Linked DNA regions of Anser cygnoides: region 2 is linked to region 1. The links are chromatin contacts, called in public Hi-C maps. All regions are on one chromosome and are shown on one strand. The core of a region is the stretch at or near the end of the contact, and the rest is flanking DNA. Distances in the headings are between cores, read along the strand shown. Region 1 holds the start of NPLOC4 (NPL4 homolog, ubiquitin recognition factor). Region 2 holds the start of BAIAP2 (BAR/IMD domain containing adaptor protein 2).

What was found. A called contact is a pair of places that touch in the nucleus more often than the background predicts.
Region 2: a contact with region 1 is called in a Hi-C map of liver, with 1.6 times the contacts expected there. The contact joins the promoter of BAIAP2 here to the promoter of NPLOC4 in region 1. A contact is called at or near these places in 2 of 7 Hi-C or Micro-C datasets (both in liver).

What each region holds. Positions count from the first base shown.
Region 1 is chr19:11,826,872-11,830,493 of Taihu_goose_T2T_genome, forward strand. It overlaps NPLOC4 (NPL4 homolog, ubiquitin recognition factor), which reads left to right and starts at 1,667. Exons shown (of 17, transcript XM_066979996.1): 1 at 1,667-1,828; 2 at 3,099-3,179. It overlaps TSPAN10 (tetraspanin 10), which reads right to left and starts at 1,284. Exons shown (of 3, transcript XM_048064537.2): 1 at 1,037-1,284; 2 at 33-628. The coding sequence starts at 1,123.
Region 2 is chr19:12,047,126-12,050,633 of Taihu_goose_T2T_genome, forward strand. BAIAP2 (BAR/IMD domain containing adaptor protein 2) reads right to left here and starts at 2,092. Exons shown (of 16, transcript XM_066979967.1): 1 at 1,926-2,092. The coding sequence starts at 1,997.

The DNA of each region.
Region 1 (3,622 bases), core at 417-2,916:
GCCCCCCCGTGCCCCCCCAAGCCCCAACTCACGGGTTGCTCTCCCAGTCTCGATAGGAGCCGAGCCCGCAGCAGCTCAGGGCACGCTGTACCTCGTCCACCAGGAGCCTTAGGTCGGGCTCCTGCTGGTAGTGCAGCAGGCAGAGCAGCAGGGCGGCACGCAGGGCGTCGCGCAGCCGGCGCCGCGCCGCGAACAGCAGCAGCCCCCCCAGCACCTCCAGCCCCACGAAGGCCAGCACGGCCCCCACAAAGAAGCGCAGGAGGCAGGCGCTGGAGCGGAGGGCCCCCAGGCAGCCGGCCAGGGACACGGCGCTGGCCCCCAGCCCCGCCAGCACGAAGAGCAGCATGGGGTCGGAGCCCAGCAGGGCCAGGCGCTCGTGCTGCAGCGAGCCCTTGGCCAGCAGCCCCCACACCCCGACTCCTAGGGCCAGCAGGCCCAGCAGGAGGAAGAGGAGGTTCCAGAGGAAGGCCAGGTACCGCACGCAGTGGCTGAAGGCGCCCGGCTTGGGGGGCACGGGGCACCACTCCTCGGGGTGCTGCTCGGCCGCAGGAAGGTGCGTGTCCTCCACCAGCAAGCCTTCATCATTGTCATCATCAGAGGGGTAGGGCAGCTCCGCCAGCCTGGATGCCTGCGTGGGACAGACAAGCCACAGCCCCCGTGGCAGCTGCAGGGCCTGCGGACCCCCAGAAACACCCCCATAATGGCCCCCAGCCCTCACACCCCCCGTGTACACCAGCACAAGGCAGCTGGGGGCTCCCAGAGCCACCCCATGCTCCGATGTGATGTGGGTGAGCTGGGCATGGGGCACCCTGCGTCCACCCCCCCGGGTCTGTGCAGATGGGGAGCCATGGTGGGGAGCTCTGCCAGAGACCCTACCTCTTATAGGGACCCCCAGCTCATCCCTATGGGGACCCCCAGGGATGTAGGCACCCTGGGGACCCAGAGGTGCCCAGGAAGCACCCAGCCCCCCCAGGGCCAGGACACAGAGCCACCCCAAGGACCCTACAGGGGTCAGCAGGGGGGTCCCGCAGGTTACCTGGGGCAGCAGCCGGCTGCTCTCCCCGCTGCCCACCGCCCTCCGGGGTCTGAGGAGCCAGGACAGCCGTTCCCTGAGCGGCGCCATCCTGCTCCCCGGGGCTGCTGCAGTCACGCTCCTATCATGTGAGAGGCTGCGGCCGGGCCTTAAATAGGGCCGCGGCTCCCAGCACCACAGCTGGGCCCACTCAAGACCCCCCCATGCAGCCCCCACACTGACGGGTGATGAAGGCTTGGCAGGATGGATCCGGAGCCACCATTAGAGGGGCAGTGGGGGTGAGGAGGGGACAAGGACCCACGCCCCAGCTGAGCCCACCCCATGGTTTTCTGAGCCCCGTGGGGGCTCCCCCCACGTGTGGGGGGAGGAAGAGGGAAGAGGAGTAGGAAGATGAGGAGGAGGAGGAAGAGGAGGAAGAGGAGGAAGGGGGGACTGTTTGTATCCGGAACAAAAAAACAAGCGCTGCGGTTGAGCGGGGCGGGTTACGCCGTTGCACCGCACATCCGTGGGGGAACGGTGCCGCGGCGGACCGCCCCGCCTAGGAACCTTTGTGCACCGGAACGCGAGGGCCGGGTTCCGGGGCCCACCCGGCGGCCTGAAGCGCTCGGGCAGCGGCGGCGGGGCCGGGACCGGGCCCTGGGGGTGGCGGCGGCGGCAGCGGAGGGGGAGGAGGGGGGGGGGGGGGAACGGAACCGAGCTGGGCCTCAACGAGGTGGGGGTGGGGGGGGACGCGTTTGGGCAGCACCGGGCAGCGCCGAGGGGGCTCGGAAGGGCGGCGAGATGGCGGAGACGATCGTGAGTGGGGCCCGGCGGCGGCGGCGGGGGAGGGGCGATGAGGCAGCAGAATCCGGGGGGGGGCGGCGGGGAAGGCCCGGGGGGGTGTTGGGGGGGGGCAGCACACGGTCTAGCTGGGGGGGAGGGGGAAGCAGGGGGAAGGCGTCCAAAGCACCGCGGAGCGGTGCTTTGGACGCCTTCCCCCTGCTTCCCCCCCCCCGCCAAAGTGTTGGGTGTTGGTTTTTTACCCCCCCCCGGCACCTCAGGCCTTCCTCTGCCTCCTGTCAGCACCCCCGGGGGGGCTTCTGGCAGGACGCCGGCACGCCTCGCTGCTCCCTCGGGCCCTCACCCGGTCCCTGGGAGACAGTGTTTACGTTCGCCGCTTCCCCGGCCCTTTTTACCACCTCCCGTGCCCGGTTTTTATTTATATTTTTATATTTCTCCCCTCCAAAGTTGCCATTTTCCCCCCACTTCTGACTTAAGACTGCAGTAGGGAGCGTGAGGACACCGGTGTTTACTTTCGCTGCTTCCCCGGCCCTTTTTACCACCTCCCGTGCCCAGTTTTTATTTATATTTTTATATTTCTCCCCTCCAAAGTTGCCATTTTCTCCCCACCTCGGACTTTAAACTTCAGCAGGGAGCGTGAGGACAGCAGTGTTTACGTTCGCTGCTTCCCCCTTTTTACCGCTCCCATGCCCAATTTTTGTTTATATTTCCATTTTTTACCCCCCAAAGTTGCCGTTTTTCCCCACTTCCGGCTTAACGCTTCACCAAAAGCAACGCAGAATGTTTCCTGGCTTTGTGTCTCTTCGTTAGAAGGCAATATGAGATGTTAACTCTCTGCGTCCCTTCGTTAGCCGTGCAATTTGCACGCCACTAACGAGGGCTGAGGCGTAACGACCTCGCGGGCGCCCGTCAGCACCGGTCCGGCCGGTGAGTGTGGCACTGGGTGAGTCCCTCCCGGAGAAGCTCTGATTCACCTTTCTTCTGAAAGTTCAGTTCGGCGTCCGAGGGCAGAGCTCTGACCAAAAAAAAAGCAGCGTTAGCATTTTTTTTTCCACTGCCAGCTTCTCGCTGGACCTCGTCCATGAGGGTAATTAATCCTTCGGCGTGCAGCCCCCGGCCGTGCAGCGCCACCCGGGCGGAATGACTTCCCTGCGCGGTTGCGCTCTGATGGGGCGCGGCGTTAGAAGCCCGGGCGGGGGGAATTCATCGCGCTGGAGCGAGCCGCGAGCACGGGGCGGGCTCCGTGTCCCCGCAGCTAACGGGGGCTGTCCTCTTCTCCCCGCAGATCATCCGCGTGCAGTCGCCAGAAGGGGTGAAGCGCATCACGGCCACCAAGCGCGAGACCGTGGCCACGTTCCTCAAGAAGGTAGCCGAGCCCTCGCCGCGTTCCAGCCGGGCCGGGGAAAAAAAAACTGTTTTTATTGATAGAGCTGAAACTAGATTCCTCGGAGTGTATCCAGAGGGATAAATAACCAATTTAAAGAAGGAAACGTATCGGCTTTTCAGTTGGGATCCTTAGGGTGGGAGCTTTCCTGGGGCGGGACGGGCGTTTCGTGTTCCCCCAGAGGCACGGCGGCTGGGGGAGCCCAGGCTGAGAGCAGCACAGGGAGGCTGTTTGATAACCGAACCCTGCTGCGAGGGGTCGGCCTCCTCGGCGTGATCCCAGTTGCGATTCAGCTGCGTGGTTTGTGCTTTGCGTGCCATTCGGGTGCGTTCTGTGTGCTGCTGGGGTCCCGTTATCGTTCTGGAGAGAGCAGGCAGGTGATTAAGGCGAGTTTGTGAAGCGATCTGAGGGCCTCCGGGACCTTC
Region 2 (3,508 bases), core at 842-3,341, 220 kb after region 1:
AGCCACCAGCCCTGGCGCTGCGCCCCACGAGGCTGCGCGAGTCCTCCAAGGGAAGAGGCAAACGCCTGCTTCCTGCACGTACCCCATGCAACTCCTCCAGAAGCCAAGAAAAGCACCGTCGTCTTCAGAGAAAAGGCACCTCCATTGACTGAGGAAAATGCAAATAGAGTCATCGCTGTCTTCCTTCAGTCGCCAGGGCTGAGAAGCTCGGATGTTGTTGGGTAAAGCCACAAGACTTGCCTCCAGCTCCAAGCTCTCACCCTCCGCACCCCGGCTGCTCCCTCAAACAGATTCAGGTGCGACCTGACTGCAGCCTGTCACCTTCACAGTTCCTTTGCCTGCTCTCAGGGCCCAGCGAGCCAGGGCATCCCCACACCACCTTCAGCAGGTCAGGCTCAGACAGGCACAGCTGCTCGCTGCGAGCTCCTCACCAAGTTCCCAGCCCCGCGGCTCGCACAGCGCAGGAGCGATGGAGCCGAGGGTGGGAGGCAAGCAAAGAGCACGACCAATGTCCACCCTTGGGTTCTCAGGGGACCAGCGCCACTAAGTGCAGCTGTTTTTGGGGCAGAACTTCTCAGCACTCCCCTCCAGCCAAGGCGAACACCAAGGTGGGTTCGAAGCCGCCCGAGAGCCACCCTGCGCGCTCACTGCGCACAGACTCCTGGAGAAATGGTTACCTGCCGCACAAAGCTGCCATCGCCGCAGATCACCAAGGACAACACCCCTCAAACAACACCTGAGTCACCAGCTGAAACCCTTCCGAGCAGCTGCCCCTGGAGCCCGAGCACACCATGGGTGTGCAAAGCACAGCGCGGTGCTCGCCCTGCTCCAGCGGCTCCCGCCCAGCCCAGCTGATAAGAGCGCAGGAGGGGGCAGCTTTTGGGTGCACGGGGCCATTAAATCAGCCCCCCGGGGTGACGGGCTCTGCCCGTGTGTGACAACAGCACAGGGACTGGGGGACCAGCGGCATTTAAAGGGTGCAATGGAGTCCCACAGACACCCAAACCCCATGTGCTGCTCGATGCCCGGGCAGAAAGCTCCAGCCGCAGCCCTGCTGCACACCAGGTTCGGGTGCCACGAGCACTGCTTGAACAGCTGCTGTGCCCGAGGTGCCAGCAGGAGACTTCAGAACTTTACTACCTCGATGGTTTTCACGCTAAATTTTCCAGTCAGTGTTTTTTTTTCCACTTAACGCTCACAAGGAACTCGATCTGACCCCTCACGATGCAGAAAACCTCGCAAACCTCCCGGTTTAATGACTGACATCCCACACGCACGCCAGGACAGAAAGGTTCACCCGGGCTCGGCCACAGCACCCAGCAGAGCAGAAAGCTTTCCCTTCGCGAGGGGAGAGCAAGGCACGCGAAACATTTCATTTTTCTCATGCCACTGACGGGGGGGGAGGGAAAAAGGGGCAAATCGGGCGATGGGGAGATTCAGCAGCTCCAGGACACCGACTGCTTTGGGTGCTCGAGGAAAGCCAGGGACCGCCCCGGCGGGGCTCGCCCGTGCCGGCCCGGGGTGACCCAGGACAGGGGGGTTAGGACGGGTCCCCCCCGGGCCGGGGGCCGCTCCCTGCCCCCCCGGGCCGCCCCTCGCCCCCCCCCCCGGCCCCGCTCCCACCTCGACGCACCCCGGGGTGCGGGGGACCGGGGGCGGCTCGGGCAGCGGCGCCCCCCCCGGCGGAGCTCGGAGCGCTCCGTGCAGGCTGCGGGGGGGAGCGGGGGCGGCTCGGCCCCCCCGGCGGCGGCGGCACATCCTCCTCCTCCTCCTCCTCCTCCTCCTCCTCCTCCTCTCCTCCTCCTCCAGCCGCCCCCGCAGCAGCCCCCGCTCTGCCCCCGCGCCCGGCGGAGGAGGGGAGGAAAACGGGAAAGGGAAAAAGAAAAAGAGGGGGGGGTGGGGAAAAAACCTGTTGCCGGGCTCACCTTGTAGACATTCTCGGTGAGGCGGTGCACCTCCTCGGAGCGGGACATGCCGGGCGGGCCGGGCAGCACCATGGGCGGGCGGTGCGGGGCGGTGCGGTGCGGGGCCGGGCGGTGCGGAGCGGGGCCGGGCGGTGCGGAGCGGAGCGGAGAGCAAGGCAGCGGAGCGGGGCCGCCGCTTTTATCAGCTCCCGGCCGCCGCCGCCCGCCCCGGCCCGCCCCGGCCCGCCCGCAGGGAGGAGCTGAGCCGGGCTGAGCCGGGCAGGGTGCGGGGTGCGGGGTGCGGGGTGCGGGGTGCGGGGTGCTGAGCGGGGGGCGGGGGGCGGCCGGGGCGGGGGGCAGCACCGTGCTGTGCCCCGTCTGATGCCTGCCCCCTGCGTGTGCCATGGTGCCCCGCTGCACTCCTATCCTACACCCCGTTCCCATTCCATGCCCTATTCTCGTCCTGTACCCCGTTCCCATCCCCTACCCCATTCCCTATTTCCATCCTATTCCCCATTCCCCATTCCCATTCCCTATTCCCGTATTCCCCATCCCATCCTGTACCCCATTCCCATCCCTTACCCCATTCCCTATTTCCATCCCATTCCCCATTCCCCATTCCCATCCCATTCCCTATTATCCCGTACCCCATTCCCCATTCCCATCCTGTACCCCATTCCCATCCCGTTCCCTATTTCCATCCCGTACCCCATTCCCTATTTTCATCCCATTCCCCGTTCCCATCCCGCACCCCATTCCCGTCCCATACCCCATTCCCATCCTGCACCCTATTCCCATCCCATTCCCTGTTCCCATCCCATAACCCACTCCCATCCCATACCCAATTCCCATCCCTCACCCCTTTCCCACCCCATTCCCTATTCCCATTCCCCATCCGTACCCCCCACTGCACCCCATAACCTGTCCTATAGCCCCTACTCTTCCGCATCCTACAGCCCCTGATGCTCCATCCCATATCGTGTGCCCCTGCAATACTCCACGCCGTGCCCTGCAGTCCCCGCTGTGCCACACACCCTCGCTGCCCCCCATGCTGACCCCGTCCTCCTGCCCGCGCGGTGCCAGGCGGGTGAGGAGCAGCCGGTGGCTGCACGGTGTTGCTGTTAGGTGGGGACAGACGTCAGATGCCATCCAGAAAGGACAGGAGAGTGCCACGGGCAGTCATGGGCACGGGGCCCACAGTGTCCGTGCACAACCTGGAGCAGGGCTTGGCCCGGGCAGGGGAGGCAGCCCCTGCCTGCTGCCCCCCGGGCTCTCCCCTCCTCGCCCCACCAGCACTGGGGTGCTCCAGCATCCCCTCAGTCCTCCCAGCTGTGGAGCTGCCCCACTCCCATCCCTCGGATTGATGGCAGTGCATTTTGTGGGGGTCCCGAGGGATGCGAGCAGCGTGGTTGTGCCTCCGGGCCAGTACCGCACCGTCCTCATCCTCACGGCCGTCCCCACCATGCAGCCGTCCCCTGCTGCTCCCTGCGGTGCTGTCCGTGCTTGAACCAGAGCATCAAGGGGCTTGTCCCTGTCCCTGTCCCTGTCCCTGTCCCTGTCCCTGTCCCTGTCCCTGTCCCTGCATGCCTGCAGCCACACCAGCA